4 separate regions of the Sus scrofa genome follow, and all the other regions are linked to region 4. Evidence: chromatin contacts called from public HiChIP or PLAC-seq and promoter capture Hi-C data. All regions are on one chromosome and are shown on one strand. The core of a region is the stretch at or near the end of the contact, and the rest is flanking DNA. Distances in the headings are between cores, read along the strand shown.

The links. Promoter capture Hi-C pulls out the DNA fragments that hold promoters and counts their contacts. HiChIP or PLAC-seq counts read pairs in DNA pulled down with a chosen protein or histone mark.
Region 1: a promoter capture Hi-C map of fetal liver shows a contact between it and region 4, with 2.1 times the contacts expected there. The contact joins the enhancer-like site here to the promoter of UFD1 in region 4. A contact is called at or near these places in 1 of 5 promoter capture datasets (fetal liver) and 11 of 47 Hi-C or Micro-C datasets (embryonic fibroblasts, fetal heart ventricle, heart right ventricle and 6 more).
Region 2: an H3K27ac HiChIP or PLAC-seq map of alveolar macrophages shows a contact between it and region 4. The contact joins the promoter of RTL10 here to the promoter of UFD1 in region 4. A contact is called at or near these places in 1 of 5 promoter capture datasets (liver) and 1 of 2 datasets of contacts at active chromatin or transcription factors (alveolar macrophages).
Region 3: an H3K27ac HiChIP or PLAC-seq map of alveolar macrophages shows a contact between it and region 4, with 6 times the contacts expected there. The contact joins the promoter of TXNRD2 here to the promoter of UFD1 in region 4. A contact is called at or near these places in 1 of 5 promoter capture datasets (liver), 12 of 47 Hi-C or Micro-C datasets (embryonic fibroblasts, fetal heart ventricle, heart right ventricle and 6 more) and 1 of 2 datasets of contacts at active chromatin or transcription factors (alveolar macrophages).

Annotation. Positions count from the first base shown.
Region 1 is chr14:51,360,084-51,362,783 of Sscrofa11.1, forward strand. TXNRD2 (thioredoxin reductase 2) reads right to left here. Exons shown (of 18, transcript NM_001168702.1): 13 at 707-802; 14 at 444-536. Among named protein-coding and RNA genes, the nearest start is that of GNB1L, 18 kb to the left of the region's middle. Within about 2 kb of position 1,423, at least 22 of the 83 cell types and tissues checked have an H3K27ac peak or open chromatin away from gene starts, as enhancers often do. A contact at or near this core is called in fetal liver, where this site is marked.
Region 2 is chr14:51,340,908-51,343,770 of Sscrofa11.1, forward strand. It overlaps RTL10 (protein Bop), which reads right to left and starts at 1,476. Exons shown (of 3, transcript XM_021072470.1): 1 at 1-1,476. The coding sequence starts at 150. GNB1L (G protein subunit beta 1 like) reads right to left here and starts at 2,122. Exons shown (of 6, transcript NM_001243455.1): 1 at 1,839-2,122.
Region 3 is chr14:51,383,668-51,386,385 of Sscrofa11.1, forward strand. TXNRD2 (thioredoxin reductase 2) reads right to left here and starts at 1,429. Exons shown (of 18, transcript NM_001168702.1): 1 at 1,329-1,429. The coding sequence starts at 1,407. It also overlaps a transcript of COMT not described here.
Region 4 is chr14:51,131,509-51,134,223 of Sscrofa11.1, forward strand. It overlaps UFD1 (ubiquitin fusion degradation protein 1 homolog), which reads right to left and starts at 1,312. Exons shown (of 12, transcript XM_001929622.7): 1 at 1,167-1,312. CDC45 (cell division control protein 45 homolog) reads left to right here and starts at 1,603. Exons shown (of 17, transcript XR_002338936.1): 1 at 1,603-2,079; 2 at 2,210-2,269.

The DNA.
Region 1 (2,700 bases), core at 173-2,672, 230 kb after region 4:
TGCTGACAGGCCCCTTCCTTTGGGGTGGGTGGCCAGATCTGGCTGTTGGAGGCTGGGGAGGACCAGACACATGGAGGAGGCACAGGGAAATGAGGTACTGGGGTGGGGGGCCAGACTCGGGCAAGAGGGAGGTGGAGGGGAGCAGATGTCAGAGAACAGGAGGAGGCTAGAGGGCAGAAGCGTCTCCAGGTTAAGGGAGATGTGCCTGATGCAGTGGGCCATACTCCAAAGGCCCTCTCGTTTCTGGGGTCCCTCCAACATCCCAGCCCATCATAGTCATGGTCCTGGACCCCACGCCCCACCTGGCCAAGCTGCAGGCACAGAAAGGATGGACACCAATAGCCCCACTTGCCCAGTGGGCCTCTGCAGGGAGACAGCCATCGTCTAGTGTGAGGGTCACCAGGGCCTGAGTCCCGGCCACCCCTCCTGGGGCCCTGACTCACCTCCACACCCTCCTCTCCATGGCGAGCCACGGCCGCCTCCTCCGAGAGCCCCACACAGCCATACTCCAGTGGCGTGAAGACCGTCGTGGGCACCTGTAAGGAGTACCAGGGTCAGGTACTTGGCATTGGGAGCAGCAACTGCAGGCCAGGGCTCAGATGGGTGACTGCACTGATTCCAGGTGGCACCTCACATGCATGCACACAGACACATGCACCCCCCAGAAGGAGCTGCGCGGAGGGCATGAACCACAGGGCACACTCACATTGTCGTAATCCATCAGGTCTGAGGACCGACCACAAAGCCGCTGGGCCAGGAGCCTCCCGGCCATGACTGCCGTGGGTGTCAGCTCTGGCCGCCCCTGGAAGGAAGTAGCACGGTCACTCAATCACTCAGGAGGACCCTTCCCAGGGTGTTGCCCTTCCACAAGCCCCCAGATGCGGTGTGCCTCTGCAGCAAAATCCTGCAGTTTTGCTCACCCTCGTGTCCCCTGCCAACCCTGTCCTGCTCTGGGGAGACACCAGTGCTCACAACCCCTTCTGGAGAGAGAGATGGGCTGCTCACAAGCCCAGCCATGACAGCCACGCCAGCCACACTGGCCTACCGCTTCCCTCTGACCTCTTCTTCGAGGCAGTGACCCTGGAGAGCTGCCCCCATAACAAAGCTCAACCATTCAACTGTCCACATCAATAGGGACTGGGGCTAAGACAGGCCCTGGGAGCACTCCGCGCACCTAGACATGCGGCCTTCCCAGCACACCCAGCCCATTGCAAACCCCAGATAAGACACCCTCTGCTGCAGGCCTTGGCCTAGGGTGTGTCCTGCTGGGGAGCAGGGGTGGCACAGCCCCCAAGTTCCCGCACGCGTCAGCCTGGGACGGGCTGCCAATCACCCCTGCAGCAGCAGGAAATACAGATGTTGTTTGACATTCCAGAAATGAATGGAGATCGGCAGAGATAAAGCCGTGAAGGCTGCCTGTGCATTCCACTGGGCCTGACTAATGCGGAAACGGCCATGCACAGCACACGGTGTCTCCCTGCCGCCCTCACCAGACCCCTGCGGGTTGGCTCTACTGACTGCTCACAGTGACCTTTCTGAGTGAGGGGCTGAATGTTTCATCAGCTGGGCCTGGGCCATGTGTCTGCAATGCCATGGGCTACACTGTGTGGGCGGGGCCCCGCAGTGGCCGGAGTCGGGCTCACCTGGCCAAGACCACAGGCATCTTGGCACTGCCTGGCTGAGTGGCCTGGGCCGCAGGACAGCCAGCATTCATGAAGCCTTGTCCACACCAACAGGTCAACTGGACAGTCAGACAACCTGGAGGGAGGAGTGGCCAGAGCTCTGACCACACCCAGCGAGCCACCCTGTGGTAGTGACACGGATCTGCACCACCTCACGAGCCTGGGTTCACTGGTACCTGAGGCTCCACAGCAGCCAGCAGGCTCACAGCTGACCACCGGTCATGGCTGGGGTGACCCTTCTGGCACGATGGGGACAGCAGGGGCCACGTTCCCCGCAGGAGGGTCTGCATGGGGCAGGCATCTGCCCCATGAGCAGGCTGGCCTTTAGGCATGTTCCCATGTGTGCCAAACTCTGTGGAAGGCCCTGACCCCATGTGAGTCACAACAGGGCTGGCCAGGCTAAGGGAGGGCCAGTCCCACACACTGGTGATGGCGGCCACCTCTTCTGGCCCCACTAACCACCTGTGACACCTGAAATAGCTCACTTGTGTGTCCTCTGTGACCCTGACCAGAAAGCCACCTCCATGAGGGCTGGGACCTTTGTCTGTTTCTTCGGTGGCCTCAGAACCCAGAAAAGTGCTAGTGCTCAATGTGCAGGGAAGGAACATAAATTAACACCATGGTGGTTTAACAGCACCTCCCAAACTCATGTCTTCCTGGAACCTCAGACTGTGCCCTTGCTGGGCTGCAGGGCCTTTGCAGGTGTGAGGACTGAGACCTCAGCCTGGATTCAGGTGGGCCCCACACAGACCCTGGGGAGATGCCCGTGAAGACAGGATGGCTTGGAGCCTGCAGCTCCGCCTGGGATGCCAGGCCTCCCCACAGGAGGGAACACAACCCCAACACCTTGACCTCAGACCTCAGGCCTCCGGAGCGTGAGAGAACAAAGGCTACTGCTTGGCACCACCCACTTTGAGGAGCTGCGTAGCTACAGCTCCAGGTCTCATGGCCAAGAGGCCTGCAGGGAGTGAGGCTAGCAGGGAGAGGGGCCTCTGATTGGAACCCCCCAGGGCACAAG
Region 2 (2,863 bases), core at 226-2,725, 210 kb after region 4:
AGGTTGCTTAATCCAGAGATCTACTGGGGGGCTGTATGTGACTCTCAGAGAAGCCCTGTCCATCTGCTGCCAAGGGTGAGCGTTGGCATAATTGGCAGTGGCCTGGATAGGATTGCGAGGGCCCTGCCGACAGTGCCACTCACAAGGCATGCTGGGGGCAGACCGGAACTGCCCCTCCAACAATGAGAAGGAAGGGGAGAAAGGAGGAAGAGACAGCACCCAGGGAGGGTGGGCAGAAGTGGCACAGGACACAGCAAACAAGGTGTCTGAAGAGGGCTGTGGCAAACCCAGGTGCTCCAGGCAAGCGCTGAGGGGGAGCCAACAGCAGTGGCCTCAGAAGAGCTGAGAAGAGCTGATGGGACTGTCTGGCGCAGGCCACCATCCAAGGCGATCTGTCCAAAAACAAGGTGGGAAGAGCAGGAACTAGGCCCAACCATCACCACTGGGCGGCAGGAGATGACCACAGCAGGCCAAGCCCCGGCCCCCACCAGGAGCCCTCAGTGGAAGGAGACCTGGACACTGGCCTGAAAGGTCCAGGAAGGCAGTCAAATGCCACCTATGACGTTTTAAGGGCAAGAATCAATGGTAGTGATGTCAAGCCCGGAAGAAGGAAAGGGCACCAGATCAGAACTCCTGGGGCTTCCTTGGACAGACTGAATGGCTGTCAGGGAGGTTCAGGAGAAAGGAGAGACATGGGTAACCTTATGTTGACTGTCTATTCACGCCCACACTGACCCCTGAGGAGGCTGGTCCTCTTGCCATCCTGGAGGCAGAGTGGTGAGCGAAGTCACTTGTCTGTGGCCACATGCCCACCAGTAAGTGGCGAAGGCAGCTGAACCTGGCTCTAGAGACCATGTGCCCCACCACCCATCAGCACAATGGTTATCAACCAGGCCTCATGGTCCTATGAACCCTCTCCTAGCCACCCAAGCCCTGTACAGTTAAGTACCCAGACAGAGTTATAAAGCCTTTCCCATCACAACATCAAAAGCACGGTAGGGGCTACCTGCATATCCTCCAGATGCATCTTGCTCCTCAGAGTGCAACCACCCCACCCTGACACAACCCTGCAGCCCCCCTTCCATAGCCCAGCATCTCTGATCCCTCGAGTTAAATCCCACTTGATTTGTCAACTCCCACCACCCCAAAGTCACCCCTTGCACACGGCCTGGAGGGGAGTGATCACCACCCCGGAGCAGCCCAGAGGCGCATAACTGAAAAGGAGACACAAAACTGAAAAGGAGACACAGTTCTCTTCCAACGCAAGGAGCCCTCCCACTGCCCATCCCATCCCCAGGGTAACCACCTGCGGATCTCTGCAGCCCCAGGTCTGCTCATGGCCTCACAGAGCGTTCTCTGCATCACCACTCTCGGTGCGATTTTCCTAACAGGTCCCCAACACGTACCCCAACGCTTCGCCAGCCCCCACCTAGGGGCGCCCGTCTGCACTCACTTTCCCTCGCAGCTTCCTACCTGTTTACCTATCTCGTCAGCGGGAGCTCCTCTGGGACTTTCCGTCTAGCACCTCCCAGGGTGGCATGCAGCACTCGGAGCCACCAGGTCCCCCAACCCCTAGCTCCACATCCAAGTCTTCCGGACCCACAAGCACAGCCGCCTCTGGGGCTCTTCCACCTGAAAGCCAGTGCCGTTTTAACACCGAGGAAAACGGCCGGGAAGCTGAGCCCGAGATAGCACGCAGACGCTGTCCGCTCGCCATACGGCCCGTCTCCCCACCCAGCTCTGAAAAAGCAGTGACCTCGAACCACCCCCGCTCCTGCCCCCTTGAAGTGCGGTGGCGGCTGTCCTGGACTCACGCGCCGCGACTCGAAGCGACCCACCTGCGAAGCCCCGACGCTCCGGCTCCCGCGAAGGCGAGTCCGATTGCACCTACAAAGCGGCCGAGACCAGGCTGGGCACGGTCGACGGGGGTCAGGAAGCCGGCCCCACTGACCCTCCGACCGTAGCTACCCTACTTGGAATTCTCTCAGGTCCCAGGCCTGCGGAGTCGCACGGCCACGCCCCCTGCGTGCGAGCGGCCACCCCGTGAGTCCCCGCGCCGGCTCCCGGCGCACCCCAAGCTACCCACCCACCCTGGCCACGCCGCGCCTGCGCCCTGAACTGTGGGGCCGCGGCCGCGCAAGCGCTTCCGGGCTCTGTCAGCGGGCCAGCGTGGCGCGGGGGTTGATGGGAGAGCGCCCAGCCTGACGCGGTTCCAAGTGCCACAAAAGCTGGTCCGACCGCGTGCGCAAGCGCAGGTAGGACCACCTCCAGCAGTTGGGCGGGGCCGCGTACGCAGGCGCTGGGCGCGCGTAGGAGTTGAGTGGCTCACTGTGGAGGGGCGGCGGGTCCAGCTTGTCACCAGTTAGGACCCATGGACTGACGCCGCAGTCATAGTCCTGAGTTACACTGAGCGTCCGGAGGCATGCTGGGGGACGGGGTACAAGGAGGGTTGGTAGGGACGGCTGAGCGACCCCAGCCGACGTGCCCGCAAGAGTACCCCTCGCTAGAGATGTGAGTGCAGGGTCTCATTTCTGCCGCCCAGTAGCTACAGGGCAGGGATGGCCCCGAGGATTGTCCCCTGCGGGCCGCTCCCACGCCATGGATGGGCTGGCGCAGCTGGACCCCGCGCGGCTAGCTGGTCAGCAACCCGACCCTGGGAAAGCCGGCGCAGGCGGAGCCGGTGTTCGCGGTGCCGGGATGGCGGGGGGTGGGTTACCAGGACCGAGGCGGCCGAGGTCACTGGAAGTGATGTACACCAGCTCTCTTTCTGCCCTGGTCTAGCAATTCCTTTCATGAAGACATCTCTGAAATGTTATCTTCATTTGCACCCGAAGTCACTCGCTTTGATCCTTGAGTCAGAATC
Region 3 (2,718 bases), core at 179-2,678, 250 kb after region 4:
GGTTGCTGAGGGAATGGTGTTTTGGGGAAAGTAGAAACTCCTGGGTGCCCACAGGCCACTGCAAGCCAGCTTGGGGAGCATCCACACAGCTGTCCTCCTTCCATGCTCTTTCCTGGCAGCAGAGGTTACGGGAATGGTGAAAACCAGCAGCACGGTCACTCCAGTTCCTGTTCAGGGGCTACATCGGCCACCCCCATGCTGGACAGAGCAGGTGTCTTCCTGCTCAGAGGAGTTTCCGGCCTAAAATGGAAGCTGAGGCTTAAAATCAGACCCTGGAGTCCTTGCTGGGTGTTGGCACCATCCCCCCACCCTGTGAGCTCCTACTCGCCCTGGCCCTGGGGCTCCCCTCTGGCCTTGAGTGTGGAGACAGAAGCCAGGGTCAAGTTCTCCTACCAGCCTGCAGGGCCTGGGCTTGACTGCAGCTGCATAAGGGCTTTTAAACATTGCAAAGTTCCGGTGTGACATGTGCAGCAAGGTCCTTAGGGCCAGCAAAGCCACTGAAAGCAGTGCTCCGTCCCCACCTCCTGAGCTGGTAACTGCCTCCCCAGACTCTGCAGGGCTACCCTAGCCCTGCTCCCCAGGCCACGGAGGCACAAGGCTGGCCAAAGGCCAGCCACTCCTCCCCTGGGCACCATCTCTGGGAAGGAGCTCTTTGCTTGTCCCTCTTCCAGCCCCTCAGCACTCACTCCCTGTGGGGTCATCCAGGGGTGAGGTCTGGGGGGTGGTCCCTGTTCAGGTATGTGGTGGGGAGCATGCATCATGCTTGCGGTGGCCCACTGCCATGGCAGTTATGGTGGTCCTATGGTCTGCTCTGAGGGAGCCAGTCCTGCAGGGCTGGCCCCAACCCTCCCCTGTGCCCAGCCCCCCTCCCCTTGCTTACAGTTATGGGATCTCCATCTGGTTTGGCCCAGGACCCTTGATAGCTCAGGAGGTCCAGCAGCCAGTCCTCTCCTCCCCTAGAGCCCCCATAGGGCAGTGAAGAGCCACAGCACCAGCAGAGCTCAACACGTGGGTTCCCTTGGTCCCCTCTGTGACTCCCTGCCTGTGCATGTATTGAGCACATGCTGCTGTGTGGCGCTAGGACTGGGCAGGAGGTGGCGAGATCTGGCACGTGGGGTGTGCAGGGCACCCGCACGTGGTGGCCTTGCCATTATCACCTCTGCCAGGACTCTAGTTAACGCTGGGCTGGGGGACCAGGCAGTGGTCACTCCGCTCGGCAGGACCTGCGGGAGACCCCCTCCTCCCCCGCGAGGACTCCCGCCCTAGCCCCGACCCCCTCTCAGACCTCCGACCCCACGCCCGTTCCGCCCCGTCTGCCCCCGCAGGACCTGCTGCGCCCCGCGCCCCTCCCGGCACGACCCGCAAGCGCCACCGGAAGAGCCCGGCAGGTCCCCGCAGCGCCGCCATCGTCTCAGCAGCCGCAGCCTTTGGGTCCTCGGCCAGACCGGGCTGTCTGCCGCGCTGCCTGCACGGACGGCTGCACAAGGTGGGTGCGCCCGCGAGGGTCCACCAGGTGGGGTCCAGACGAGGAGTGGGCGTCTGGGGCCGATCAGGGCGCCTCGGATGTCGGGGAGAATTAGGACTCTGGTGGAGTTCCCCCTGGGGTGGGGTTCTCCGGACCTGGATGGGGGTTCGGACCTGGGATGGGGATCTCCATACTTGGGGTGGAGGGGGTTCTCCGGACATGGGGCGGGGACGGGATCCCTGGACATGGGGAGGCTCCCACCCGTGGTGGGGTCTCTGACCTGAGATGGGGTCTCTGACCTGGGGTGGGGGCTCTGGACATGAGGTGGGGTCTACTGATATGGGGGCCGGTGGTGGGAGGGAGGGGGAGTCGTGGTGCAGGTCCACTTGGTCACAGGGGCCACTACAAGCCTCCAGGACTCAGACCTTGGGGTTGAGGGTGGCTTCTGGGAGAGCTTGGACCTGGACCAGGTTTCAGAATCAGAGTCTGACTCACTGCCCTTGACCTCTGGAGGGAGACAACTGTGGGGTATGGTCAAGGGGCCTAACCACCTCCCAGGGGCACTGCTGGCAGGCCCTGGACTGCCCTGGGCCTTTCCTTTCAGCAGATTGGCTGCCCCACCAGGAAGGGGAAGCTGGGGTATGACCTGCCCCAGACCAGCCTTTTAGGCTTTTCCAGCCGGATTCCTGAATACTGCTGCTTGCCAGGGCTTTCCACTCCTGGGGCATCCTTGAGGCTTGCCCGAAGACTGGAGTTAGGAGAACACAGCAGACTCTGGTAACTGCACAGTAGAGGAAGGACTTGAATCCCTCTAGACTTACTCAGAGAGGGCTGGGCCTTTAAAAGGAGGGTGGGGGAGTTCCCAGGGTGGCCCAGCGGAAATGAATCTGACTAGGATCCATGAGGGCGCAGGTTGGATCCCTGGCCTTGCTCAGTGGGTTAAGGAGCTATGGCTACGACCCCTAGCTTGGGAACCTCCATATGCCGCAGGGCAGCCCTAAAAAAAAAAAAGAAAAAAGAAAGAAAAAGAAAAAGAAAAAAAGATAAAAGGAGAAATGCGGCAGACATTGAGGCTTGAGAGAGTCAGGGAGTGAAAAATTACAAAAAGTGGAAAGAGACCATGGTCCATGTGACACCCATTTACACAGTAGCTGGAATTTGGGCTCCTGCCTTCCTGCAGAAGCTGGGAGGTGCGGCTACAATGGTTGCTTTCTTTGCAAGCAGTAAGTGTTGGCAGGCATCTTGGGAGGCTG
Region 4 (2,715 bases), core at 62-2,561:
TTTACATGAGGTACTTAGAGTAAGTCAAATTCGCAGAGAGGAAAAAAATGGTGGTGGTGGTTGCCAGGGGCTGGGGGAAGAGGAATTGTTTAATGGGGACAGAGTTTCAATTTTTCAAGATAAAAAAGTTCTGTAGATCTACTATGCAACAATGTGAATGTACTTAACACCACTAAACTTTACACTTAAAAATGTACAAACTGGAGTTCCCGTCGTGGCTCAGTGGTTAACAAATCCAACTAGGAACCATGAGGTTGTGGGTTCAACCCCTGGCCTTGCTCAGTGGGTTAAGGATCCAGCGTTGCCGTGAGCTGTGGTGTAGGTCGCAGACGCAGCTCAGATCCCATGTTGCTGTGGCTGTGGCCTATGCCAGAGACTACAGCTCCGAACAGACCCCTGGCCTGGGAACCTCCATATGCCGCGGGAGCGGCCCTAGAAAAGACAAAAAGACAAAAAAAGGGGGGAGGAAAAAAAAAAAACAGAACTCAGTTCAACAAAATCATGGCCAGAGGCATAACAAATACACGGCGCTTCTGCTTCTGGGTGAGTGGGCGCCTCGTCACTCGAACCCCACCTCTAAGCCCTTTCTTCTGGGTGCAACACAAAAAGGACCGCGTACACAAGGTGTTGAACACCGGGTCCCAACCTGCCCTCAACCTTCCCCTTATGATCCCGACGCGGAGCGCTCAGCCCAGAGCACGAGGATACTCGCTTGTTCGGTGGACTGGGCACTGACGCACTCAGCTTAAACTCTTGACAAAGCAAACGCGCGACCCTCTGGTGACAAACAGCGGTACAGCCAGGCCTGACTTCCAAGTCTCACTCCCCCAGCCTCTACACCTCGCCCCCGCCTCCAGAGGCATCGCTGGGGCCCAGGACTGAGAGGTAAGAGGGCCAGGGGAGCCACGGGCAGCGTGGCGGCGTCGCAAGCCGGCAGGGCTCAGTTGGGGGACGGGCCCCGAGCGCCCGCGCCCTTGCCCCTCAGCCTACCAGTCCATCCAGGGCTCGTTTGAGGGAAGCCGTCACAGGTCTAGAGCCTCGAAACGGAGGGCGAAGGCGCCCGCGGAAGGCTCAGGCCGGTGAGTCGGCACCTCCTCGGCTGCACGTTCGCTCGCCGAGCTCCCGCCCCGCCCCCGGCCCCGACCCCAGCCTGCCCCGCCACTCACCATGGTGGACCCCTCGGCCTAGCAGGTGCGCTTTGCCAAAGAACGTTGCGGTGGAAGCCGACTTCTCCTCACAGCCGCCGCTACCGCCGCCGCCTCGCGCGGACATCCGGGACTCACCGGAAATACCGCACCTACACTTCCGGGAGAGGCGCGCGAGGAGGGCGCAGCTGGGTCAAGGGACAAAGGCAAAGGCGCCAGGGTACAAGGTTTCCTTGAGTGAGCGCTTAAATACCCCTTCCTTCCTAACATGTGCACTCTAGACTACCTTTCATGATTATTTTAAACTGCAGTTTGACAGTGCCCCCTCCAGAAGAGTTTGATGGGATTAACGCCCCTTCCGCTTAAGTTACCCAGAATGCACGCAGACCTCCGGCGTCTGCCGCGGCCATCCAAGACTCGGGCGGAAGTAAGACACCCTTCCGCCCTTGAACCAGGCCGCGAGCCAATTGAAATCCTAAACGGAAGCACTCTTTGATGTACACACGAATTTAATTTGCAGAGGGAAGGTTTCTTTTTTCTAGAGGTCTCAGTGAGGGGCAGTAGGCTTTTCTTCCCAAAGTAAAGATAAACACCGAGCGTCGGGTTTCCAGTTAAACGGAGTCAGCGTTAACATGCGCAACCACCAGCGCGTCCAGCCTGTGGCAGATGCCCCTTTGGGGCAGGCCGAAGTCTTCCAGCCGTGAACGGCGGAGCGCTAGTGCCCGCCCTCCAAACAGGCCAATCAGAAAGGAGAAAAGTCTGGGAGCCGAGGGTCGCTGGTTTGTCCCTGGGCCAATCGAAAGAGCCCTGATTTGGCGGGAGTCTTGACGGTTTCCGGGCTCTCGGTCCCCGCGCGCGTTCGGGCTATCCCGCCGCCGTGGCCATGTTCGTGTCCGATTTCCGCAAGGAATTCTACGAGGTGGTCCAGAGTCAGGTGATCCCTGCCTTGGGCGCCCGAGGCCTTGTCGGGGAAGGGCTGAGGGGGTGTGGCCGTGGGGGGCGGGAGGGGCCGGGATTCGTGTATAAACGCTCGGCAAACTCGCTCCCCCCCTCCCCCCCGGTAGAGGGTCCTTCTCTTCGTGGCCTCGGACGTGGACGCTCTGTGCGCTTGCAAGATCCTTCAGGTGAGGCTGCAGACCTGGCCGGCGGGCGGGGGACAGGGCAAGGGAGGGGAGGGACAGGGCAAGGGTGGGGGTCAGGGCAAGGGGAGGGGGGACAGGGCAAAGGGAGGGGGGAACAGGGCAAGGGGAGGGGCGGGGCAAGGACCCCCTCCTGGGCGAGAGCTCGGCCTGGGGCGAGGGCTCTTCCCTGGCGGGACAGTGTTGGGTGGGTTAGAGGAGAACTAAGCAGAAAGCAAGGAGACTAGTTAGTGTGTCTGCAGTAACCTAGGCTGCATCGGGGAGACCTGAGACCCGTAGCGGCTTCTTTCTGTGGGGTTTGAGGCAGAGGGCTGCGGGCACCCTGGTGTCATAAGCAGTCCCGGAGATGACGATTCTTGTTAGAAAAGGTCGCTGCACAGAGTGTAGTGTTTCCATGAACTTCGATTAGGCCCTTGGGTCAGGATCCGCTC